Linked DNA regions of Mus musculus: all the other regions are linked to region 2. A link is a contact called in public HiCAR-type and promoter capture Hi-C data. All regions are on one chromosome and are shown on one strand. Each heading gives the region's core, a stretch centred on a gene start, on an enhancer-like site or on the middle of the called end of the contact. The rest is flanking DNA. Distances are from core to core; before and after follow the strand shown. Region 1 holds the start of Idh1 (isocitrate dehydrogenase 1 (NADP+), soluble). Region 2 holds the start of Adam23 (a disintegrin and metallopeptidase domain 23). Region 3 holds the start of Mettl21a (methyltransferase like 21A).

What was found. Promoter capture Hi-C pulls out the DNA fragments that hold promoters and counts their contacts. HiCAR-type assays count read pairs that join an accessible place to other places.
Region 1: a contact with region 2 is called in a promoter capture Hi-C map of hippocampal neurons, with 5 times the contacts expected there. The contact joins the promoter of Idh1 here to the promoter of Adam23 in region 2. A contact is called at or near these places in 3 of 39 promoter capture datasets (the 3T3-L1 cell line, the HPC-7 cell line and hippocampal neurons) and 1 of 115 datasets of contacts at active chromatin or transcription factors (astrocytes).
Region 3: a HiCAR-type map of astrocytes shows a contact between it and region 2, with 3 times the contacts expected there. The contact joins the promoter of Mettl21a here to the promoter of Adam23 in region 2. A contact is called at or near these places in 4 of 39 promoter capture datasets (the 3T3-L1 cell line, embryonic stem cells and hippocampal neurons) and 3 of 115 datasets of contacts at active chromatin or transcription factors (astrocytes and embryonic stem cells).

The regions. Positions count from the first base shown.
Region 1 is chr1:65,177,140-65,181,419 of GRCm38.p6, forward strand. It overlaps Idh1 (isocitrate dehydrogenase 1 (NADP+), soluble), which reads right to left and starts at 2,003. Exons shown (of 9, transcript NM_010497.3): 1 at 1,851-2,003.
Region 2 is chr1:63,443,859-63,448,626 of GRCm38.p6, forward strand. Adam23 (a disintegrin and metallopeptidase domain 23) reads left to right here and starts at 2,033. Exons shown (of 26, transcript NM_011780.3): 1 at 2,033-2,554; 2 at 3,870-4,090. The coding sequence starts at 2,353.
Region 3 is chr1:64,615,138-64,619,545 of GRCm38.p6, forward strand. It overlaps Mettl21a (methyltransferase like 21A), which reads right to left and starts at 2,627. Exons shown (of 3, transcript NM_025964.4): 1 at 1,136-2,627; 2 at 1-72. The coding sequence starts at 1,282.

The DNA of each region.
Region 1 (4,280 bases), core at 753-3,252, 1.7 Mb after region 2:
TTATGACTAGGCTATTTTTCTGCGATGGCAAATACAGCTAATAAAATATCACAATGCCGGGAATGTCTGAACTTTTTTATTTGCTTTGTTATTTCCTTCTTGGTGTGTATATACTCTGATGTAATCTTTTTATATCTCAGAATTCACCAATGAATGATAAACGTCAGATTTCCTTCCCTTTATCTATTTAGTTTTTTTTTTTTTTTTTTAGCACTTGTTAATTAAAGAAGTGAAGCTGTATTGTAACTACTATCACACTTCTGGATTTGATTTCCATGGCATGTATGGGCTTTAGGTACCCCTAGATTCCCTGACTTCTTGGGTCTCACATTTTCTGATCCCACCCAACCCCAACTTTTAAAGGAAAGTTTGATCCAAGCCTAATAGCTACCAGCTTATTTACATAGTCTGAAGGCAGCCAGTTTCCAATCTGACAGCCTGTGCAATTCCAGAAAACAAACATAATAGACTAGTTAAGCAATAGGAACCCTTTGCCATACTTAATTTTACTTCCATAAATCTCAAGTTTCTATCTTGAGCCGATCTTTTTGTTTTCCAGCCAAGTTCAAGTTGCAAAACATGTGGGGACTCTAAGGAAGTAGTTGCAGTATATTGTCGAAAAATTCCTGCTTCTCTCTTTTCCCAGTGCCTACACTTGCACTAACGCCCAACTAACTATACAATGTGGTCACATTAAAGATATCAGATTAGAGGGCAAAATTGCTAATTCTTATCTTGATGGTGAACGGACTTGCAATTATAACAAGGCCTCTCAATTTTGATGACTTAAACAAGTGTCCTTTCAATTTATCTCCTAAAACAAAGCAAGATCCGGAACAGAAAGTCTTAACATACAAATACCCCTGCCAGGAGGATTTGTATTTAATATCAGCCTTACAGCCCAGTTTATCTGGTTTAAAGTACAGTGCTTGAGTGTATCCAGAGGGGCAAAGGGCAGGAGCCTTCCAAATAAAGGTCACAGGAGTACAAATATTGGTGCGCACACACGCTCACACCACAGGACGGTGAGTCCTAGAGTGAGCGCCCGGCTCTTTGGCTTTTTGCAGGTCTCGGGTTTGCTCGACCTCGGGTGACACTGAGACAGGAGATATCCATGTGGGCGTTGTGCAAGCTCTGCTAATGAAGCTGACTCGGTTCCTCCTTCCAGATCCCCACACCAGCCCCTCCTCTCAGCACTGCCAGGACCTTTTAAATACGAGGTCCACTGAGATGGCTGCATCTGGAATCGAGACCCCAGGGCGCCCCCAAGTGGCTAAGCAAACACTACAGACTGAAGCTGGAGGCTCCGCCTACCTTCATCCCCTCCCTCTCTTGCACTCTCATTAGCTCTTCTCCGACCACAAGGCAGGTCCCACCCCTGAACCTTGAAGGGAGTACACGCCTAAATTCCTGGCTTACACCCTTTCTGCAACCAGCTTTCCTGCCTAGTCCTTTTACACCCAACACTCAAGAGTTCTGTGCGTCCACCTCAAAGCTAAATTCTCCTCCGCGGGTGCCTTGCCACTTGTCACTGCTTGCAACGTCCTCGCCTCCCAAAGCGATCCCAACCTCGGAAGCGCCCTTCTATACAGATAGGCAAGCAGCACTCTGCTACTCCCATTTCCCTTCTCTACGCCCAAACTCTGGAAGCGTCCCTGAGTGCACCAGGGCCTTGCCACTGAGTTCATCTCTGCACAGCCAAGACCTGGGGTTTCTTCCTTTTTTCTCACTCCAGCTTTCAACGGAATAGTTTAATAGTAAGGGGCGGCGGCTGCCGCTCTAAGCCTTGGGGCACCTGTAGGGAGGGGAAGGAGCGCCCGCTTGCAGCCGGAGGCGCCCCAGCTACTCACCGGCTCACACCCGCGCGTACACACAAGCTGTAATAAGCCGGCCCCAGTTAGATCAGCATCTGCCACAACCTTCGCTCGGAAGCCCAGCGGCAGGGTCAAGGCTGTTTAACTCTTCCCGGCTTTGTCTCCTCCCAGGCCCCACCCCCTCAGCCCACCTCCCGAAGCCCCGCCCCCTCCACGACGCCATTCGCCGCCTCCGACTTTGTGGGGTGGGCCGAGGCATAGATTGAGATTAAGTCTGGGATGCAGCGGTCCGCTGTTCCCGGTGGGGGATGGGACTGCCACGCCGCGGAGATTCCTCGGGAACACCCTGCAGTTGAGGAGCGAGGACGCCACCTACTGACAGGCTATCGGAAGCGCCGAGACCGAGTGTTCTGGGCTCCGCAACAATCTAGGAATCCCAGCGTTGAGTATCCAGGTTCTCTGCAAAAGGTACAAAAGAGGGAGCCCTCCCTAGACTGGATCCCTTCCTGGAGTCTCCGGATGCCTCTTAGAGCTGGACTGTGCCCTTTGAAGAATGTGCATTTGAGGTTTCTTAAAGGCGTGTGAGGACTACAGATTCTACCTTAATGCAAAAGCTAAAACAGAGCGCATTTTCCATTTCAAAATCAAGAACAAACAATACCCTACACACAAATACATATATGAGTAAAACCATTCATATTCTCATGCTGAGGCTTTTACAGAGCTTCACCATTCCACCCCAATAATTCCCTCCACTACCAATGATCCGTATTCCCAACTGTTGCTGTTTATAAATAAGCTTCACTCACCATTTGTCATGGAAGACAGTGAGGTTTATTTTCTGGGTTGCGATGAAGCTGCACTAGAGATACACGATATAAATCTTAGAATTCTAAGAATGGGTTAAACGTATTCCAATCTTTCCAGAGATTTTTCTGTCTGTATTCCTTAGTCTTGAAAAGGAGAACATTATGACTTGTAGGACAATAGGTCATCCTTGATTGGTCAAGATTCAACGCTTCATGGACTTTTAAAACAACCAGCATTGTGTTGAAAAGTTATGAATTCACGGCAGTTAGTAAGATTCATTTTGGACGCTAGAGGGCGCTATGTGGAAAAGGACTCATACGTGGTGTCAGCTGTTAATGTTGATTAACTGGGTATTAGCTGTGACCTCCGTTTATTCCTATAAAATGATTAGAGAGTGTGTGAGTTTATACTTTCACCTCTAATCTCACTTTAAATCACTTTAAAAAACGTTACTTACTACCATCAGGCACATATTGTTTATATTACTAAAAGTAAGTATTCATAGCCATTCTTGTTCCAGAAAGCATTTTAGAATAAATTCAAGAAACGAAGAATAAAACACAATAAGAAGTATTGACTATAGGTGATGGCAAAAGTAAGAAGAATGCATAGGAATACAGAGCCATGGTGAATTTAAATATAAGCATCTTCAACCAAGTTCTAAATATGTGCTAAGCATGGATTGACTATCTGAGACACTGAGATAGGACATATGGCACTTATGTGCATGTCTCCATCTGGAATCCCGTTTTCAAGGGCTGATATGTCAAGTGCACGAGCTGATAGATCACTGAAAGAGAATATTTGTAGATGCTTGGTATTGAATTAAATTATTACAAAATAAGCCAGGTGTAGTGGTGCATGTTTGTATTCCCTACACTTGGGAGGCAGAAGCAGGAGGATTGCCACAAGATCCAGGCTAGCCTTGTCTACATAACGAGCTCCGGTCTGGTCAAACCCCATTTCAAAATCAAGAACAAACAATAGCCTATACTCAAATAAATATATAGGTAAAACCATTCATATTCTCACGCAGAAGGTCTCGTAGAATCGTAAAATAATAAACTTATAGACTAAATGACTGGAAAAATTACAAAACATTAAAAAAATCATTATTGATGTCTAATATGTGAGTGTGGAAATGTGCATGCCATGGCAAGGATGTGGAAGCCCAAGGACAGTCTTGAGATTTGTAGGCTTTGGAGACCAAACAGGTCAGAAGGTCACAAGGCAAGTGCTTTGATCCTCCTGAGCCACCTCTCTAGCCTCACAAAGCAGTACATCACCACTATTAGTAACAATGAGACTTAACAACTGGTGTTTGGTTGAAGATTACATTTCTCTTAAAAATGTGAATATGACATTCACTGCTCATATTCATGTCGCTCACTGCATTTGCATGCTTATGATTTGCTATCTTTTTTTTTCATTTACTCAATAAAAGTGTCTAAATATTTAAATAAGGTCTAGTAGGAACACTACTGTAAACATCAATGGGAGCCTGGGTCAGAAAATGTCTGTTAGCATCTGCTTGCCTATGAGACACTCAGCCAGATGATGGAATTCCCATGAGATTCCAATGCTACTTTATGTTCGTTTTGATGATCTGGAAAGGTAAAAACACACAAAAAAGAAAACGAGGGCAGAGGTTCAGTA
Region 2 (4,768 bases), core at 783-3,282:
CTTCCCTTCAGAAACCCCCTATCTCCCTCCCCCTGCCTCTATGAGGGTGCTCCCTCACCCACCCAATGCCATCCTCCCACCTCCCCTACATCCACCTTCTCATTCCCCTACACTGGGGCATCAAGCATCCTCAGGCTCGAGGGCCTCTCCTCCCACTGATGTCCAACAAGACCATCCTCTGCCACATATGTGGCCAGCGCCATGGGTCGCTCCATATAGTTGTCTTTTGACATCCTCATGTGCCATAGCAGACATTCATGTGTGCTTGAGTGCAAGTGCATGTACACACACACACACACACACACACACACACACACACACAGAGGGTGGGGAAGAAAGAGAGAGAGAGACAGACAGACGGACAGAGACAGACAGAGAGACAAACACACAGAGAGAGATAGTTTTTTGTGTGATGCTGGAATGGAGTGCTCAGGGCCTTTACATGATAGGTAAACACTACACCCCCAGCACCTGTTTTTGCCATGTTTTGATAGGGAAAAATGATTTGCATATGGAGAGCCAAGGATAGCAAGTAGGAAAGTCACTAACCTCATGCACTACGAGGTCTCCGTACCCCCTTTTCAGGATGTATATTATAGACAATCTCCTGGCTTACTCATTGGCCATGTATTATCCAAGAGATTTCCCTGGTCCTTAGATAGCATGTTAGGACCTAGCGTTACAATGTGAATGAAAACTGTTGCTGCTCGCATAGAGAGTGTGTGTGTGTGTGTGTGCATGCGAACGAACATTGGTTAATTAATTAAATCCATGTGTCCAATAAATACTCATGCTCAAATGTGGAAAGAAGAGATTAAAATTAATATCTGACACCTCAACCGCTCTGCAGTGTGAGATCTGCATGCAGGCCTGTCATCTTTGTCTGTCTCCAGAAGTTCGTTCCGTGAAGCTCGGGTACAGAAGGTGGCTAACAGCCTTGACTGTTATTTTAATCACACACTTCTAGAACCTTCCCAGCCCTTTCCAAGTAGATATCCTTAGCTCTATTTTAAATATCAATAATGGAGTTAGACACCATTGTTATTACTCAGACCAGTCTTGGGAGAGTGGATAAGTTACTGTTGGTGTTACCAGAGTCCAGTGATAGAAATGGGCCTCAAATTTTAATTAGGAACCACCAGAATTAGTAGCGGCTGCTAACCCACCCAAACCAGGGAACTGACAGCACTGAGCGAAAATACCCCCTTTCTCTGCACAAGATACGACTGGATCTCAAAAATAGAAGTGTGTTCTCAGAAATGCCTGCGCACCCCCAAGGCTGGTTGACAAACGATAGATTTCCTAAGATAGCTGCACGGTTGCTTTCTAATCTCTGTATTTCTTCTATTCCAGAATATGGCCCGTCACACTTTCTGAATTTAGCTCTCTTCAAAGCCCTATGGGCACGAGGAGGGAGGACCCACGACCCTGCAAGGGGATCCCAGTGGCTCAGTGCCCACAGACGCCAGCCTGCGGATGCACCACAGTGCTTCCCACTGTCATCCCACTCGCTGCTATGAGGAGCACAGCTATTTTTACCTCCCTGGCTGCAGCCCTTTATTTGAAGGAAGGAAATAAATAAAGGTTTGAGAAGGAAAATGCATAGTCTCAGTTTTCCTTGCGCTGGAGAGTTGGTATAGGAGTGGGTGTTGAGGATGGGTCGCTTTTCTTGGCAAGTTGTTGCCAGATCAGGCTTGCCCCAGGCCTGGAAACCCTTGCACTTTCCTCTTGGGGTCATCCCTGACTGCAAACTTCTTTCTCCCCTACCTCTGGTCTTTGGAGGTGCCACCAACTATTTTGATGCTGCCTGGGATGCTGCATCACTCTGCCCCCCCCCCCCCCCAGGGCTCCCACAGTCGAGCATGCGCAGCGCGGCCCATGCAGGCTACAGCATCAGCATCTGCAAGAGCATCAGCATCCGCACCCGAAACCCCGTTCGGGCGCGCTCCCGGAGGGTGGGGTGCAGTACCGCGCTGCGCGTCCCCGAGTCTCGCGCCCGCGCCGCGCGTGCCCGTGCCGCTCGCTCCTGCGCGCGCCTCCTCAGCATCCTTAGGCCCGGCAGCAACCCCCGCAGTCACTGGTGCGGCCGCGCCCGCCACTGGGAGGGTGCAGCCACTGGAGGAGGCTCCAAGTTGGTGGAGCGGCGGGGACCCCTCTCTGCGGGCCGCTCCCGGAAAGGCGGAAAGAGCAGAGGACGGCGCGCCGCCGTCCCCGAGACCCCAGCCCCTGACCCCTGCCCGCGGCCGCAGCATGCGCGCCCAGCCGGCGTGACCGGCTCCGCCCGCAGCCGCCCCGCAGCCCAGCCCGGCTCTCTCGCGGGTCACTCGGACCGGCGCCCGGGAGCGATGAGCCATGAAGCCGCCCGGCAGCATCTCCCGGCGGCCGACCCTGACGGGTTGCAGCCTTCCCGGCGCCTCCTGCGGCCCCGGCCGCTGCCCCGCCGGCCCGGTGCCGGCCCGCGCGCCGCCCTGCCGCCTGCTCCTCGTCCTTCTCCTGCTACCTGCGCTCGCCACCTCATCCCGGCCCCGTGCCCGGGGGGCCGCTGCGCCCAGCGGTGGGTATGGCCGGTGCCCTTTGCGTTGCCTTCCCCGCGGGGCCCTGGGGAGGAGAGAGAAGGGCACGCAGGTGCGTGTAACCCGGACGAGTGGGTCCCCAGCCTGGCCTTCGAGCGCCTCCCTGTCCACCTCTCCACCCTTGTCCGTCCCAAGCCCAGGTTCATGCTGGTTCACTTTTGGAAGTCCGTTTCTGTTGCATTCACTAAAGACCCATTCCAGTGACTGTGGGTTCCACCCAGAGGTATTTGGTGGCTCCTGAGTCCTTTAGCGCTCTCTATGTAACTTCCAGTGACAGGAAGATGCAGTGAGCTAGCAAGTTGCTTTTTGCCTTGGGGAACCTTCATATGAATGCGGAGGGGTGGGGGGCATGCAATAATAGTGACAAATGCTTGATCCCTCAAATTCCCCACCAGGTTTAGTCCCTACTGTTGGAATTAAGGTGAGAGAGGCATAATTTGGGGACCAGAGAATGAAAGTCTCCAAGACACTCTTTGCGCATGACCTTTGGCTGTGTTTTCCCAAAATGCTTGTCATAATGAGCAATCAGAATAATACAATGTTGAGCACACTGGTGATTGGAAGTCACTGAAAGCAGAAAGCTGGCCTTGGCAGTAAAAAAGAAAGAATTTGGAAAGTTGCCAGCAACTATAGCCCTTTATGGCAAAACAGTTTTTTTTCTCATCTCAAAGTTAGAAAGAAATAGAAATCATTCATATATGTATGTATATATGTGTGTGTGTATATACATATATATATACACACACACACATATATATATTTCTACATTCACACACACATAATACACATAAACACACACACACACACACACACACACACACACACACACAAATATATTTGAAAGTATCACTTTACATTCAGTGTCCATGAATTCAGGACCCAAGTTTTGTCTGGAGTGTTCTTGGCTCTCAGATGAGGTGATGTTAAGATGGGTACAGTTGAGCTGCTGCATCCTCTGAGGAGGGATGGGACAAGGGTCAGGACCCTTGAGCATGTTAGTTGCTGACTTTTCCCTAAGCGCATTCTGCTTTCTGACCCCTTACAGTTCAGATGTTCGGCTCTAAGAGTGGATAGAAAAGATATACCTGAGTACAGGACATGGTTGTGTAACCTATCCAGGCCAAACCACTGTTACAGTAACTTGTCTTTTGGTGTCTCCACTTTCTAACTTTTTAGCAATAGAAAACTTTGTTAATGTAATTAATGGAAAGATGTATTTTAGAGTTTATATATTTACTGGATGTATCTGTGTGTATTTGTGTATATTTGTGCTTCCCTCCCCCCCAACCCCCCCAGCTCCGCACTGGAATGAAACTGCAGAAAAAACCCTGGGAGTCCTGGCAGATGAAGACAACACATTGCAACAAAATAGCAGCAGCAGAAATACCAGCTACAGCAGTGCAGTGCAAAAAGAAATCACACTGCCTTCAAGACTGGTGTATTACATCAACCAGGACTCAGAAAGCCCCTATCATGTTCTTGACACAAAGGCCAGACACCAACAGAAACACAATAAGGTAGGCAGGAGGCTGAATATGTCCAACTTGCTGCCACAAGGAGTTCTCTTTTCATTTGATTTTCTGCCAGAATCTGATTTCACGAATTTTAGCGCAGCATTTTATTAAGTAAGCAATTAATACGATGGTAGAAGAGAAACTAGAGGGAATTAACTTGGGATCGACCGGGACAGGGTTTACTGTTTGTCTCTTTGACTGAAATGGAAACTGAACATTTTCAGACGTCCTGTGACAAACTGGGTCCCCGTGTCTCTCAGGTACCTTGGCACTAAGCAATAGAGTGAACTTGTTTGCAGTTCTGACTTGTTTCTGGGAGCATTTATGTAAAGGTGCAGGAAGCTACCTCCCAGGAGATATAAGTCCTGGCAGTCTGTCCACAGAAGGCAGTGTGGCTGTCCTTTCCCCAGCAGACTTTCCATGCAGAACTTGCACTTGAGTTCACTTTATTTCTTGAATTGGGCATGGCGGGGGGAAGCATTACTATGATGTCTTGTCAGGAAACAATTCAGCATTTCAAGAGACTGTGAAGAACAGAAAACAACGACTTATATAAGATATAGACCAGTTTTGATTGACATCACCCTTGAGGGCCCTCTGCATGGATGGTGAGCATTGGCTTTCCTTTTAGGTTGGTCGTGAAAGTGGCCCGGAGCCTGAGAAAGATACCCAAACAAAGAC
Region 3 (4,408 bases), core at 1,377-3,876, 1.2 Mb after region 2:
ACCCAGCTCCACAGCAGAGCAGCCCCTGAGCTCCACAGCACCCATCTCCAGATACATGGAAAGGACGACAGCCTGAGTCAAAACACAATGTGAACATGACTGAGGTCAGCAAGCGTTTGCAGAGCTGTCGCTTCAGGATGCCGAATGCTGGCAGGAAGAAACAGTGAATGAAGATACTCCTATTCTCCCCGTTCCTTTCTTCTCTCCTCCCTCTCCTCTCCCTCCCTCCCTGCCTGAAAAGTACAATTCCCAAAGCACAGGAACTTAGTTGCTGCTGCTGCTGCTGCAGTAAGATAGCTACCGGGCAGCTTAGCTAAAAAGCTTCATTTCCTCCTGGATCACAGCACAGCTCCATGAAGTTTACAAAACTGCTCTGGAAGAAATGACGTGAATCTTTGATTTTCTTCAAGGGGCTGTCTGGTTCCTAAGCCATGCTAGAAGGACGAGTCTCAGTGCTCACAGCTGCCTGAGCCGTGACGCTGAGTCACTGTCCCACAGGGACCATGGGCATGTTCTGGGCATCAGCGGGTAGGGTTTCACCGAAAGTTTTGGAATTTCACATGCTGAGCATTTGCTTACAACTCAATAAGTTTTACCCCTCCCCCGCCCCCACCGGAGCTATACCCTAGGAGTACAAGTCTTTAAGCCAATCATTTATTTAACAGCTGAAGACAGACTCTTCATAAGAAGCAGAAAAGCAATAATCTTTCCAAACCATGAAAAACTGAAACCATGACGTCAGTTTCGGACTCTGACTCTACACATTCTTTGTGTGTTTTTTCAGAAACAAACTTAATGAGCCCAGAGCAGTCAGGCCCACGCTTTCTTTTCAGTCTTCCGGTCCTCACTGGGCAGCTAACTAAGTCATTTCACTTCCCTCAGCTTTGCAAAGTGCAATGTATGTAAGGGGGCAAAGGGAATGCCTGGTGGGCAAGGAGATGCAGGGACCATGAAAAACTGTAAATAATGTAATGGGTGTACTACCATGGATGTGCTGAACCACCCAGTGTTTTTGCAGACTTTACATTGGTGGAGACTATATATGAATCATATCTCAATAAAGCCATCAATTTCCTTTTTAGAATACAGTCTTGCAACTGTGGATGTTTTCAAAGGCCCTGCAGTGCTGACTTACCGCATCCCACACCACTGCAGCAACTCCCAGTTGCCTCCAGTCCTGACGGATCTGGATGGTGTGGTTCGCAAAAGAGAAGGTGGCGAGAGGCTTATGGAATTTCTGGAGCCCTATTGCCGCGCTCTCCTCATAGGGTACCAGGGCCATTTCTTCTGTCTATCTCTGCTGAGACCTGTCATGCAAAAAGAATCCTGAGTGTCACCAGAGTCAGAAGTTGAGTGCTGTATCTTACTTAAGTAACTTGGAAAAGCTGTTGACGTTATTACAAGTTCAAACTAAGAAATAGACTGAGGTGCATCCAATTTCTTCAACAGCTTTTCCTCCGAGACTTGAGGGAAGTGAAAATTGGCTCTGAATTGGTGTCAACTAATAACTCTGAGGAGGAAACGCCTAGAAATCTCTAACTACTGTGGCACCCTACAGGCTCCTGTTACTACTTGGGCATTACATAAAGAACGGTACACGAAGTGACAGTGACGGCCCTGGGCACCTGATCTGTCTGGACCCAGCTCCCACATTTTTGTTTGTTTGGTCCGCCAACCTACATCCTCATGTTCAGCTAGGACAAAGGAGCCAAATGCGTACTTCTGCTAAATCCTAAGGGTTCGCCCTGCCTTTTGACCCTAGAAGGCTCCCTACGGCAGAGTGGATGGAGTCACCCTGGGGGCTGGAGCGGACAATACTGGCGGACAACCCGCGGGACAAAAAGCACGTCCCGCACGACACCCGGGGGCCACAGATGCGCTTCCCTCGCGCCCACGAAAGAGTCCCGGGAACCCAGCATGGTGGGAGCAGGGCTCTGCAGAGACTCCTTTCGGACCCTCGGGTGGAGGCTTGGCGCCCACACAGCCCGCTGGCCACCCTGCAGTGCCTCCACGTAGATACTCACGGTTCCGGGAGGGTACCCGAGCCGCGCAAGCGCACAGCCTTGCCCAGTCGCTGTGCGGAGCTCCTCCTTAAAAGGCTGGATTGGCAGAAGGCGGTGGAAGCTGGTTCCGGGAAGAGAGACGCGGGTTTCCGGTCCCCTTCCCCGGTACCGCCGCTTTCCCCTGGCCCGTGCTGTGTAGTTCCTGTGAGGCCCTACGGTTTTGGGGCGCCAGGGAGGGCGAGTGCACAGGGGCGTGGGGTGCCTTGCATGGGAGAAAGGCCGACCTTAAAGTGGACAGTTAGTCGGCGACGTTGGCGCCCAAGGATGCGTAGCGAAGTAGAGAACTAAACGTAGTCACCGCGTTTGGTGGCAGTGAAGTGGGAGAGAACACTACCGAGCATCCCTAACCACGGCGCGGCTGGGGAGTGGGCGTGCGACGCCCAGGCCGGGTTTTGAGCCCGACCACATGCGCTCGGGCGCTCGCGTCGCTCCACGCCGCCACTCTGCTGGCCGAAATGGACGCCTTTCTAAATCCTGGCCGGCAGCCTCGGCTGCAAACTCCATCCCCGGACCTGGCCACCCAAGGGTCTCCGCGTGCCGGACCCTGCCGAGCCGCGACCGCCCTCGCCTCTCCCGGCCGGCAGGGGGCGCGCCTGACCTCCACATTCCAGCACCAGCTGCGGGAGACTGGGGACAAGTGGCCTGCAGTAAACTGGGGACCAGTAAGAGCCCTTTCCTCAAGTTACTGAGTTTCCTGTTTGGGTCTTTTCTTCCTCCGTTTTTTCTCTTAGTAAGTTTTCTCCTTACTTGCTCCATGGCTTTGTGCTATCTCGGCTTCTCAGCTTCCCCTTTTCCTTTTCTTATTAAAGCTCACGTTTTTGCGCTAGAGAGAGCTAATCCGATTTCATCAGTGAATACGCACAAGTGAAAAGACCACACCACGTTGATATGTAGTTACTAGAAGAAGAAATACCTTTCTTCCGTGTGTTTTCTGTTTTATTTCTTTCTTTTGGGGACCTAAACTAGGCACAGGAAAGTGTAGACTTTGGGTCAGAAAAACATTCAAAAATGTAAATGGGTTGACCTCCCCAGATTCCTGGGATCTAGCTAACCATTCTGTCTCCCTATTCTCCATCTTTCCACTGAAAATGTATACACACACAGGGGAGGATTGCATACATATGTATATGACTTTAAAACTTCCCCCAAGCTCTCCAGCACACTGCCAACAAGAGCATTTGCAACATTACATTTACTTACCGTGTTCCTTTTGCCCCTCCTAGCTCCCAGAGTTGTAATTATTGCCGACTTGCTTAGAAAGGGCACACATCCGCTTAGGAAAATCAACATCTATAGCAGTGTAGACATTAAAGAGAGCACAAACAGAAACCACTGGTGAGCCTCTAAATATCTGAGAAGAAAGACTTGTTTAATCCTTGGGGGAGAGAGTAATGAGCATTTGATAGAGTACATATTTAAGTGCTCAGCCTGCTATATGGCTGTCTTTAATATGCCCAGGGATTTTCCTATCCTTAGTTCATACTTGACCATACAAATTGTTCTTACCATCAGAACGTGGGTGAAAGAGCCCCTCGCAGCTGGGTAGTTGCTCCTTTCTCACTATCCCAGGGCTTTGGTTTGGTTTAGTTTAAAACAGGATCTCTCTTCTCTACATAGCCTTGTCTGCCCAGGAACTCACTATATATGTACCAGGTTGGCTTCAAACTCAGATGCACCTGCCCCAGACTGGCAAGTGCTGAGATTACAGGTTGTGTGTCACCATGCCTAGCCAAGGCTTGTGTCTTAACATCCAGGCTCTCTTTAGCACCAGGTCCCCGGTTGGAGCTTCACAACTGAAACAGGAGTGAGAAAGAAACCTTTGTAATCGTGGAGAACAGAGCGTGCTGCAGCATTGCTTAGGTGGTACCACAACGGGGGGTGCTAACAACTTGGGAGACTTCCAATGTGAGTGAGGTAGAGGGGCTGGAGAAATGACTTAGTGGTTGAGAGCGCCTTTTGCTCTTGCAAAGGATGCAGGATCAGAACCCAGCACCCACATGATGGCTTACAAAAATCCAAGACTCCACCTAAGTGCCACGGACCCAGTGTCCTCTTCAGTCCCCTGTATGCACAAAGCACACATACCGTAAACATGTATGTGCCCTCAAAAGATTCATACAAAATTAATGAGGTACATGTTTTAGTGTGACTGTTTGGCAAGGTAGGAATTCTTTTGGAGACCTTCAAGGCTTGTAAGATCTTCCTCGTCCTCTTGACTCCCAGGTGTCATTGTCAGTTAAGAGGACTCGACTCCTTAACCACGTTGTACCTCTAAGAACAGAGAGGACACTTCACTGGCAGCCTCCCTTGGTTTTGGTTGTTCAGTTTTCTTTCAGGCAGGTTCT